Linked DNA regions of Mus musculus: region 1 is linked to region 2. Evidence: chromatin contacts called from public promoter capture Hi-C data. All regions are on one chromosome and are shown on one strand. Each heading gives the region's core, a stretch centred on a gene start, on an enhancer-like site or on the middle of the called end of the contact. The rest is flanking DNA. Distances are from core to core; before and after follow the strand shown.

Region 1 (5,796 bases), core at 1,983-4,482, 98 kb after region 2:
CAATAACTAGTGTTCACTGAGCCCCCAAGTACTAGGTACCAACCACAAATAGAAAATGCTTAAACAAGACAGACAAAGAGTGCCTCCTCTCATGGAATATACATGAATTTGAAGGAGGACAGCAAACAAACAAATATATAACACCTTTACCAAATGATAACAGGCAATAATGAAAGCAGGGCACGAGAGTGGGAGAGAGGGATTGTGTTCTATAGAGAGGGCTTTTCAGAAAGGACAACTTTGGGCTGGTGAGATGGCTCAGTGGGTAAGAGTACCCGACTGCTCTTCCAAAGGTCCAGAGTTCAAATCCCAGCAACCACATGGTGGCTCACAACCATCCGTAACAAGATCTGACGCCCTCTTCTGGTGTGTCTGAAGGCAGCTACAGTGTACTTACATATAATAAATAAATCTTTAAAAAAAAAAAAAAGAAAGGACAACTTTGGAGCAGTTATTTGAATCAAGTGAGGAAGGAAGCTATGAAAAAAAAATTAAGAAAACTCCAGGTTGAGTAAATAGCAAGTGTAAGGACCTGAGGCTAGAACAAGTTTGAACCAGAAGGGCAGGGACATCAATGCTATAACAGAAGGCTGGACCAGGCTGAAAGAAGAGCATAAGATGAAGCCAAGGATGGGGTCAAAGCAGACCCACGGGGAACAATAGAGAGATTGGTGTGGTTTGAATATAAAATATCCTTCATCAGATCATGAACTGGGATCCTAGTTGCCAGCTGATGGACTTTGGGAACATGATTAGATTCCAAGGGATCTGTTCAAATGAATGAATTCATCCCTTAAAGGGTTCATAATGTGATGGATTTATTGTGAGACAGTGAGGAGTAGGAGGTGTGTCTATTTGGAAGAAGTAGTTTGCTGGGATATATCTCAACTGTTCCATCTTGTTCCCAGCTCCTCTGCCTTTTACCCAAGTTGGACATGAGATGTCAGTCAGCTGTTCTCCACCCACATGCTCCTGTCTCATGCTCTGCCTCACCACGGCCCAAGACTGTCAAGGATTGTGGATGAAACATCTAAACCACCTCCCTAAAGTGGTTTTCTCCAGTATTTTGTCAGACATGTGCAGCCTTTGTTCTACATCAACCTCAGACAAGATGAATTCCACTTGATGCGATGCAAGTTCATTCAACTCCCACGTGTTGAAGATGTATGATGACCACAGGTCTACAGGGAGGAGGTCTTGGTAGAATGAATGACAGCTTTGTTAGTGACTGTGAAGTGACAGAAAATGTGGTGGACATGCCAAGATGGTCCACTCCAACAACTTGGCTTTGTTTTGAATTAACCAGAGTTAAGCTAACTGTCTGATTTGAGCAGACAGAAACAGGGGAATGACTGAAGAAAAACTATTTAATAAACAAATGGACTAATTTTCTATGTGTGGTACTGGAGTTTGTACTTAGAATCTTGTACATGTTAGGCATGTGCTCCACTGCACACCTACGTCCTCAGCTCTTGGCTTTTTGAGACAGAGTCTCACCATGTACCCAGACTGTCCTTAAACTCACAATCCTCTTGTCCTAGCTTTCCAAGTTCTGGGATTACAAGAATATACCACCATACCTAGCTTCACGTTACTAATATAGTGGTTAATATAAGAATGGCCCCCATAGGCTCATATATTTGAATGCTTAGTCACCAGGAAGTGGCACTACTTGAAAGGATTGGAAGGGTTAACAGGTGTGCTCTTGTTGGAGAAGAGTGTCAATAGCATTGGGCTTTGGAGTTTCAGCCATATCAGACCTAGTCTGTCTGTTTTTCTGTCTGTCTCTCTCCCTTTCTCTCTTCCTCTCTCTCTAACAAGATGTAGTTCTCAGCTCCTGCTCCAGCACCTCCCCATAAGCTACCATGCTCCCCTCCAAAATGATAATGAACAAAACCTGTGAACCTGTAGGAAAGCCCCAATTAAATGCTTCCTCTTATAATAATTGCCTTGGTCACTGTGTCTCTTCATAGCAATAGGGCAGTAACTATGACAATGAGTAAGAGCAATGGTAATGAAGTGCTGCCCTAGGCCCTTAGGCTATGTGAACAGAAAGCACAACAAGGCTTTTTTACCTTTGTGGAGCTTATAGACAATATAAATTGCAAAAAACGCGAACTTCTCACTACAAGGAATCTTACACAGAAATCTGTGTGTGCTTGAGACTTTAACAAATGGATAGCCAACTAACAGTGAAGAATCATCAGGAACATGGTGGGAAGGTGATGGGATGAGGTGCTTTCTAGGTAGGGAAAACGAAACTGGAAAGATCCTGAACTCGAGTGTTTCGGGAAATACCTCGGCGGCATGGCTGGCCATGCACTGGTGGGCAATGGCCGACCTGTTTTTAACTCACGGAGACTCTCTGGCCCAGAGCTCCTGAAATGTCTCTGCCCAGCTCTCTAAGTTTTCACTGGCGGGTCGCTACCATGCCAGCCCCATGGTCTTTGTGGTACACATCTGGTCCGCGTGAAGGAAAACGCCACACAAACTTAGTTCAGAAACAATAGTAACTCTATTGCTGGGCACAACAACTAAAATCCTAACTTGTAAGCCTTATTAAATCTAAATCCACTGGTGGTACATCCTGACACATCCGCCATTGAAACCAGGAGACACTCATAATTACCTCTTGTCCTCATGTTACCCCTGTCCAAAAAAGACCTAATGCTCTTGCTTCCTCTCTTTCTTCATCCAACCCAGAAGTCCCGCCTACTCTCCCGCTGATTGGTCCATTTATTCATTTGGGGAGGGTCTCAAGAAGCCACCTGAGTAGGTGATTCTTTTTTCATTCCAGACAACCCCTCTAGGGAGAGCGGAATTAACATAAAAATACAAGCAGGGCTGAGCCATCCACAACACTCCAGGATTTAGGAGGAGATAGGAGGAGAGAATCATGGAAGGGTGGTTCCCAGCCCAGAGACCTACAGACTACATGAAAGACAGGAGGCTGGGGCTCCGGAGCAAATGAAAACTAGTGAAAGTGAAACTAGGGAAAGGCTGTGATGTAAGAGTTATTCTGACCTGAGAATGGAAGGCAAATTGGGAGAAAGAACTGAGAGCGAGTTTCGAGAGTGCAGATGGGAGCTTCTGCTAAAGACTGGTGGCGTTGAGTAGCTGCTGCTGCTGCTGCTGCTGGTGTTAGGACTGGAAGGGGAAACACGCTAATGCTCAAGACATACATTTAAGAAGCTTGCTTCTGGTAGATGTGCTCATGTGACTTGTTTCAGCCAATGAGCGGTGAGTAGAAGTGAGCCGCTATTCAGGGTGGAAATTCTAAAGACTGGAGAGTGACTGATTCTGACGTTTGCCTAGCGTGTCAATGCTGACAGATCGTTCATCCCAGCTCTCAGGGTGGAAGAGCCCCAGAGCAGAATTCAGATGGACTACTAGATTCCAGAACATGAGGCAGAATCATCAGAGGACCCAGAGATAGGAAAGTGTCCATGCAGTAGAATCAAGACAGCCTACAGAGACAAGACAGGGGAAGGATGTAGCTAGGGAAGAAAGTCGTGGGAGGTAATTGTCCTGAGTATCTATCTGCCTAGGGTTTACTTTCAGTTCCCAGGACAACTCAGCTTTGCTAATGAGCCTTCAGCTCCCAATAGCATCTGATGTTTTCCAGTATGAAGCAGAGGAAACCAAGCACACCCTTCTGCAAGCATGGTCTTGAATGGCAGCAAAGCACTTGAAAGAGGAAATAAGTCTCCGCAAGGGCTCCACATTGCTATTCAGCACAGATGGCTGCTTGCACTTGACATAAAGAGATTCAATTAAACCGCCTGGCCGCTGTTTCGTGATACAACCATCAAACTTGCTCGAAAGGGTCAAGGCATGATGGGAATATTTAACTCCTGGTGGCAGCAGAGAGTAATTGGAGCAAGCTGGACAATGTTTCGGGATCTGAAGGATGTGGCGATCCTTTAGCAGCGGGGCTCGCGGGCAAGACTGGCCGTCGGGGAATAAAGCCCGGAATGAGCTTGTGTAAGGAGTCTGGGAGTGTTGAACCCTCAGCAAAGGCAGACTGCAAAGCTCAGAAACCCCACTTGCTTCTGCATGGACCTCGAGGCTAAGAAAACTCATGTGGTTACCACTAACTAAGAGTAATCTTGGCACCTAAGAGGCAGAGACTGGAAGATCAGAATTCAAAGCCAGCCTTAGCTACACAACATAAACAACAACAACAAAAATAGACAAACACATCCAGCCTCTGCCTCCCACTCCGACACTACACACACACACACACACACACACACACGTTGTTGGCATTCCTTGTATAACCCTACTGCAGATGAAAGTGTTACAGGTCTGGAAAGCTCATCTGGATGCTGAGAACGAACTGACTCAGCCCTGCCATCCCCACTTCCTGTTTTCTATTGGACTATTCTATTCAGTCTGCTCTGGATGCCCTGATTACCAGAAAGGTAGACCAAGGTGAAAAAATAAAAATAAAAAAGAACAATATAGAGAAGAGAAAGGAGGCTTGCTTCAAGTGTCAGGGACAGAGATGACAGGCAAAGGACCTCAGGTGACAGGTAGGTATGCCAGACCTAAGGACCTACATACTGCTGGAGGCTACAGGAGGCGAAGCTGCCCTTCGTTCGCACTAGTATTGGGATGTACAAATATGTTACAGCCCATTTATTTATTTGCTTTGGCCATGCTCTGGCTTCAAACTTGGGGCTTGGTGGATGTCAGACAAGGTTTCTATCATTGAGCGACATCTGCAGCCCTAAAAGGAAAGAGGGTTCTGGAGCAGGGAGACTTGTGTGAAGGAGAGATAACAAAGGGGGAGACTCCTCTAAGTCACCCTGAGAAACTAGCTTGCAGAAGAGCAAAATCCTTCTGCTCTGCCCGCTGCAGGAACTCACAGACTCCCCAGCTCACTTCCCATCAAGCGTTTCCACACTCACTTTCAAGTTTATGTTGCTTTAGATACTTCTGCTTATTCTCCTAGGAGAGGACTGACTTGGAGCAGCCACCACTTGTCTCTGGCCTGCTCTGGCAGCAAAGCGAGATCCTTGAGTAGGCATGGGTATTATCCAGTCATGGCCAATCTTCTTCGAGTCCCATTTTAGCACAGAGAACCATCAAGGCTTCAGCCTTCTGGCCAGCATCCCACGCGAAGATGCAGAGCTCAGCCACCAGATCCATCTCCATCTTCTCTCTTCCTTTCCTCGCACCTACTTGAAAACTATTTCTAGAAGCTATGTGCCTCTTCCAGGCCTACCTGGGTCACTCTTGCCAAAGAAATTGTCATATTTTTTTTTTAGCTTGCAAAGTACTGAACTTTGGTTTTGGCTGCTCATGATGAGGCGGGGGCTGGCATTAGGTTGAGTGTGTGTTTTGCTACTAAGCTACAATCCAGGACCATGATAACTATAGTATTAGCAGCCCCAAATCCACGAGTCCCTCTTCAGAAGGATAACAAAAGCCATGTGGTCTTTCCCAGTTGCCACATCCTGCTTTACCTACCACTGAGCCTGCATGATATCAGGAAGAGGAAAGAGGCTCTTGGGAGATCCTACCTTTGCTGTCCACCAATCAGGCCCCATGTTTTTAGCAGAGGCCCTTTTACTCTCCAAAATTCTTTCACTGATCTCCTTATGGGCCCCTCCTGCTACCAGTCAGTCCCACCCCTCACTGCCCCTTCTTGGTGGACAGCAGAAGACAGTTTTCCTGTCCCCTCCTCTGTCATATTACAAGAGGGACTCCTATCTTTGAGTAATGATATCTACCTTGCGATGATTTGAAATCACCATGGAAACACGCCTCTGGATTTGTTTGTTGAATATT
Region 2 (6,306 bases), core at 2,201-4,700:
AAGAAGTTAATCCTTTCTCTTTGCCCCTTCCAGAGGAGCTGCACCGCACCCTCGCCTGGGAATTGCTGCCTTTTTCTCTTCCCCTTCTGATGCCAGCCTTTCTGTTCACAATATGTATTCAGGCAAGGCAGGGACTCACTGTGTTTCTCTATCAGATGCTGTGTACACTACTTCCGTCAAAACAATTAGTGTTCATTTCGGCTTTACTCGGGGAGACCTGCGGTGACTGATCAGTATAAATTATGGATGCATCTGTCCAGATGCAGCATCTATCCAGATACACTTGTTCATTCATGCATAGGGTGGAGGAAATTTCATTCTTCTCAGTTCAAAAACAGTCACTAAAAATACACCATCCTTTTTTTTTTTTAATGTATTTTAGCATGGTTTCTACTCTACCCTTATGTGCCTGAACTCACTCACTGTATCTGCAATTTGAAGTTATTCTTTGCCTCCCCATAAGCTCTGGTGATCTGTATAAATAGCTGGGAAATCAAGGGCAGTTTTAAATCTCAAACACTACAGGATGGTTCGGCTTTCCTCGGTTTGGTTGGTCCCCCCATCCCCATTCAAGGTGGTGTTCCTCAAGCTATTTTTCAAAGACACAGCTTTTACTCCACTTGTTCAAGATCATCAGTGCGCTTGACAAGGAGCAATATAAACTTCAAATGAACACTGAGGATTAGCGTTCTCTGTGGTCCAAACGGGCCTCTGTGCAGTTTTGCTTCCTATTAGTTTTAATGAGCAGCTAGAAAAATCAGCAGACACATTGTACAAGACCACAAAAGAACCAATATCGTTGTTTTTCAAAAGACATTGAGTAGTTTTGTTGACTCCCTCCAATATAACAGGGTGTGGGGGGGGGCATCTCTATTTGACGGTTTTATTTACTGGCTTCAATAAGAGTCTATGAGCACCCGTATACAATTGGGGATTTTTCCCCCAAAAAATAAATTAATCATCATTGAGCAAAGCAATGAAAAGCTAACATGATAGAGGAGCCCAGAGCACCAGGCTATAGGTGTGAAAATCCGGAAAGAGAGAGGAAGCCGAAAGCAAACTCTATAGAATTCCTGAATCAGACATTCCAAGAGACTTCCCTGCCCCAGAGGGCTCTGCCAGAGGCAGATAGATTGGCTTAAATTGATGCTTTTGTTTTCTCATGAGGCACATAATAATCATTGTCAGGGAATCCCACAAAATACTTCAAGATGGATTCTAACAACCAAGCGCCGGGGCTGGGGTGGGTTGCTGGGCTTACATCCTGCCCCTGGGAAGGATACATTCAGCCAGGGTCTCTCACAGTTGTGAATACAAAAGGGACAGAGCTAATCTTTCCCCCCAGGATTCATCCAGCTAAAAGCCACCACACCACGCTGTAGGGCAACTCTGAAGACAACAGAGCCTCAACAGAAAGCATGCTCCGCATGTGTGTTGCCAACTTGTACAGGAGAAGGAAAATGATGTGATGGGCTCAGCTCTTCTTCCCGATTTGTTTTCCCACTAATTTTTGAGTTTCCTTTTCCAAATTCTGTTGGCTCTCTCACATCATAGAGCAAAGACAAGAGGTAGGCCCAGAGCCCCTGCACATAGCATTGACACCCCGGAGGTCTTATAAATCACTGGGAAAATCAATAAATCCTATAAGGTAGTTTCTACTTTGCAATATCACCAAGGGACAGGGCTAATGCTTTTTTTTTTTTTTACACCACCATCCCCATTTGTCTGTCAAAAAAATTTTCCTCTGCTTAGGGAGGAATAAGCAATCAAATTTGCTGAGTAAGTATTTCAACTATCTAATTTTATTACTTTACAATTGACATACCTTCCCTCTGGAAATGTTTGCAATTAATTAATTAGTAGTAATCTTTCCCAAGGGACTAACTTAATGAATCCTTTCCAATTCCCACTTTAAAAAAGAGGGAGAGAGCTTAGCAACATCCAAGCTATAAGGGGGTGATTGCTCCAAAGTGGGTTTTGAGAAATCAAGGGATCTATTTATTACCGTGACTTTTTACCACTACGTCAATCTGGCAACGACTATAATTCTTTTTCTTACAAGGACGCTCCCAGTTTAAAAGCAAGGTTTCACCAAGGTAACCATGGCCTGTGGCAGCAGCTGGATTTGTAGACTCATCTGTGGTTTGTGCCCTCTTTAAGCTCCTTGTCTATTAAACATAAACTGTGAGAGGTGAGCAGATGCTGAGCCTAGAGTGCCATTCTAAAGAGGTCACTGGGTGTGGCTTGCCAAGTCAGAGGCCAGAGGCAAACTTGTGGAGGGACTTCCTGCCTGGGCCCCCAACCTTGCCTCTTTCTCCTGGCAAGAACTGAGAGCTCTCAGTATCCCCTGGATCACACCGTCTCGAGTTTCAATAGAAAAATAAAACATTGTCCCTGAACAAACTCCGGAACCCCTAGAGGAGGTATAGTAAAGATCTAGGACCGTCCAAGACCTGTCAAGTGCACTAGCGCTGTGACAGGGCGACTGAAAGGTAAGGCTTTCTGAATTGCAAACCCCACCTGGTGCCGCAGCAGCGCCACCTAAGACCTTTCATCGCCAGTCTGCAAGCCCCTCCTGATCCTTAGACATGTCTTCGGAATGGTGTCAGCCTGTAAGTGTGCAAAATCTATAGCACTTGCTAACTGGCCACCCCTGTCCGGAAGTCTTGCAAGCAACCCCCTGTTTCCAGAGGCATCGGTGCTTTTTTTTGAAAAGCCAGCGAAGGAGTTTATTACACCATTGGGCCCAGCTGAGTGTCCCTGGCGCTACTCCCTCCGGAGCTCTCCTCTACGGCTCGCCAGCGCCACCCCAAGAGGAGTGCAGAGGTAGCCCTGGGGCCGTGAAGCCTTCGCCCCGCTTTCGGGCTTGGGGCGGACACCGCTGGCGGCACTCGGGAAGGAGCCAAGCCTGGCCTCTGGCGGAGATGGCCCAGACTCTTGGCTGGCAGCCTACAGATGCAAGGGATCAGACTTGGTGCGTGTATGGGAGCTCTCTTACAGAGGCTGCACCTCGATCTGGAGGGGGCGCTCGTCGGTCTAGCCCAGGGCCAGACCTCTGCAGAGACGCCCAAGAGGTCAAGGACCTGGCCAGGGCTGGGATTAGCCAACGATTTGGGGAAACTGAGACCCAAGCCACATCCCCAAGGACACAGATGGGCTGCCCGGGGGGCTTGATCAAAGCTGCTGGAGCTGGTCCAACCCTAAGAGCTCCCGGGACGGAGGGGCCAACAAACTTTGATGCAGAGGAGAGGCGGAGATGGGTTGTAGTTGGAGGCTGGTCCTGCGAGCCCCTGCTCTCCTCCACCTGCTCCGGCTCTGCCTCCTCCCAGCCCTCGCCCACCCCACTCCCCCCACCCCCCACCCCCGCCATCAGACTCCTCAGCTCTCCTCTCCCTCCTTTTTCTCCCCCCTTGCCTGCCTCCCCCAGTTTCCTCTGGGCTCTTCTTTTGTATTCTCTCCTCCCTCGCCGCCCCGCTTGCCTCTTGCCTCCTCGGGGGCCGCAGGGGAGGAGGCGAGCACGCTGCACCCTGGGCCCGCACGGCTCGCCGGGAGGCGTATTTCCCACTTCTCCCGGGGAATTTGGAGAGGGTCTGTGTGCGCGCGCGCGCGTGAGCTGCAGGCGAAAGAGGGTAGGATCTAGCGGCGAGTCGAGGGTCAGGGTCTTTGACGTTTCTCGCCCGTTGCACAAACCTCGCAGAGCAAGAACGAGTGTATCCGAGAGTGCGTGCATGTACACGGGCTGGCTGCCCTTGGCACACTCGGTGGCCCGGGGCCCCGGGGCCCGCGGTCCCCTCTGGCGGCCGGGGATTACCGTGACGTCACGTTGAGCCTCTGGCCACCTTGGACTGGGACACCTCGGGAACCTCACAGCCCGACGCTGCGCTGTACCTCACCTTGCCCCTGCGCGCCTTTGGCACCCTACTCCTTCTTCCTAATTCTGCCGCCGATCCATGGGCCCCTCTGCCTTCTGGAACCCACAGGCCGTAGGGGTGCCTTACCAATCGCAGAACTCGGCAGCCCCTCTGCCTTTGATTCTGCCTCCCGTCTCTCCCCTCCTGCCAACGAACTGGCGGCCAGCTCCTGCAGCCCTGTAAGAAAACCAGACGCTGCGCTGCGCTGCTGGGGTCATCGAATCACAGAGCTGAGCAAGGGACTCGAAAGGAAAGAGGGACTCAAGTCCCTGAAGACGCCCTGCTATGGCCTTTTCACCTTTTGGACACCCGTATGGCAGCACATCCCAGGTGAGTAGAGTTAGGGGGTGGGGGTGGCAGAGGCAGGCTAGAGGGATGCCCAGTAATCCCCGAGCTTCCTCTTCTCCTTGACCCAAGGGAAGTCAGAAAGAGCACGGACCGGGAAATGTGCCACAGCACCCGCTGACATCCTGATGCCAGTCTGAGAGCTTTCACTCTTTGAGTGCCACCTGAAACGCACTCTGTGTGCGAGGTGGGTGGGATCTGAGGGAACTTGTAGTCAGGGTTACCCTTGGACAGATTCGGTGGCCAGGGTACTCTCAGGAGAAAACAAAAGGACTTCAGCGCATTGGCACTGCACTGCTCATTTGTTGACCTCTGCTCCGATCCCAAATCCCACTCTTTTCTAAGCTCTCTACTTCAGCTTCCCTCCAGTTTCCAAACCAGGGCGTTGTGCAGTGGTGAGGCTTTCCTTGGAGAAGTCTGAGAATGCCCATCACTGTTCTCCATTATCTCCAAAATAGTCACACACACACACACACACACACACACACACACACACACACACACACACCCCTCTTGGCACTCAGTGTCAGGTTGACCTTTGACCTGCTGTGGGATCCTGGACCGGTCTACTCTGACCGTGAGTGGATTCCCTTTTAGTACAGTGGGGACAGGAATGACATGTTGGTGATGGTCTTGAAGGCTAACTTTTAATTCTGCCTTTGTAGAATCCCAGAAGGGGGAGAGACAAGGATTTGGTCTTATTTCCAAAGTTCCCCAGGACTGCGGAGCCCTAGCAATGTCCTGGGGGCATCTATAAGAGCAATTTGGGTAAATTGTCATCGAGAAATCCCTATGCCAGTGCTCAGCAGGGAGATTCTGCACCTGGTGGTATTTGGTTAGTAGAACAAGGAATAAAGGCATCAGGCAGCTTCCTTGCATAATCTCCTCTGGCTGCAGCCAGTCGATGGACCCTCTAGATTTTAAACTTTTAATGACTGACTCCTTTCCTGTTCTTGTAGTTTCTGGTGTCTGCAAGTTCCAGTGCCACTTGCTGCGAAACGGCCCCTCGGCCAGTGTCAGATGTGGCCTCAGCCTCCACCTCTGCCTCTACTCTTTGCTGTACACCCTATGACAGTCGGCTGCTGGGCAGTGCTCGGCCAGAGCTGGGAGCTGCCTTGGGCATCTATGGAGCACCCTATGCAGCTGCCCAGAGTTACCCTGGGTACCTGACCTATGGCCCAGAGCCACCCACACTGTGTGGCGCACTGGTAAGTAATGGAATGGGGCCTGGGACTCTTTGGCGAATATTGGGACTTGGGAGTATAGACAATCAGCATAGATGAGCTCTACTGTGACCTTGTCTGGGGACAAGCTAAATGGGACAGACAATGCTGAGGAAACAGCATAGTGAATAAGGACAAATCCTAGTTCAGAGCACTTTGCAGTTTGTAGAACTCCACACTGCTTAGGAAACATTTGTACTTCTTATACTTCATTAAGGTAGGTAAATCAACATGATTCTTGACTTTCAGGTGGGTAGTTGAGGTGCAGAGGTGTTCAAGTAATTTACCCAAATCACAAGCATGCATGCCAAGAGTCAGGGATATTTCTCCCATGATGATGCTGGGGAGGGCTATATGTGGTGAGGGACTCAGAAGCTGCAGCCATTGTGGTACTGATACTCAGTCACTGATTATTCTGTTTCTAGGATTCTACCAAGTACTCTGCCAGTATGACTGCCTTCCTTGCCTCAGTCTTAGTAAGGGAGAAACTGAGGCATAGAAATTAAAAAGCTATGCCCAGCATGGCATAGCAAATTCAAGGGGGTGGTGCTGGGGTATTGATCCCACATGGGTAACTATATCCTTCTCCTGTGTAGTCCTGACTCTTCTTTTCCTCTCCCACCAGAATCCTCAGTATGAGTTCAAGGATGCTGCAGGAAGCTTTGCCCCCAGCCTGACCCAGCCAGGGGCCTACTACCCCTATGAAACAACTCTGGGGCAGTATCAATACGACAGGTGAGAAATTTCGGACAGTGGTAGCTGGCTTCCTTTGGTCATCCCTCATCCCTGTGGATGAAGGGGAAGAAGTGTAACTACATTTCCGGGCC

Evidence for each region. Promoter capture Hi-C pulls out the DNA fragments that hold promoters and counts their contacts.
Region 1: a contact with region 2 is called in a promoter capture Hi-C map of embryonic stem cells, with 2.5 times the contacts expected there. The contact joins the enhancer-like site here to the promoter of Irx6 in region 2. A contact is called at or near these places in 2 of 39 promoter capture datasets (both in embryonic stem cells), 4 of 484 Hi-C or Micro-C datasets (embryonic stem cells and nephron progenitors), 3 of 115 datasets of contacts at active chromatin or transcription factors (all in embryonic stem cells) and 3 of 9 other capture datasets (adipose tissue, embryonic stem cells and liver).

The regions. Positions count from the first base shown.
Region 1 is chr8:92,769,274-92,775,069 of GRCm38.p6, forward strand. No RefSeq gene overlaps it. Among named protein-coding and RNA genes, the nearest start is that of Mmp2, 55 kb to the right of the region's middle. Within about 2 kb of position 3,233, at least 26 of the 459 cell types and tissues checked have an H3K27ac peak or open chromatin away from gene starts, as enhancers often do. A contact at or near this core is called in adipose tissue and embryonic stem cells, where this site is marked.
Region 2 is chr8:92,670,839-92,677,144 of GRCm38.p6, forward strand. Irx6 (Iroquois homeobox 6) reads left to right here and starts at 3,451. Exons shown (of 6, transcript NM_022428.3): 1 at 3,451-4,241; 2 at 5,216-5,464; 3 at 6,105-6,214. The coding sequence starts at 4,197.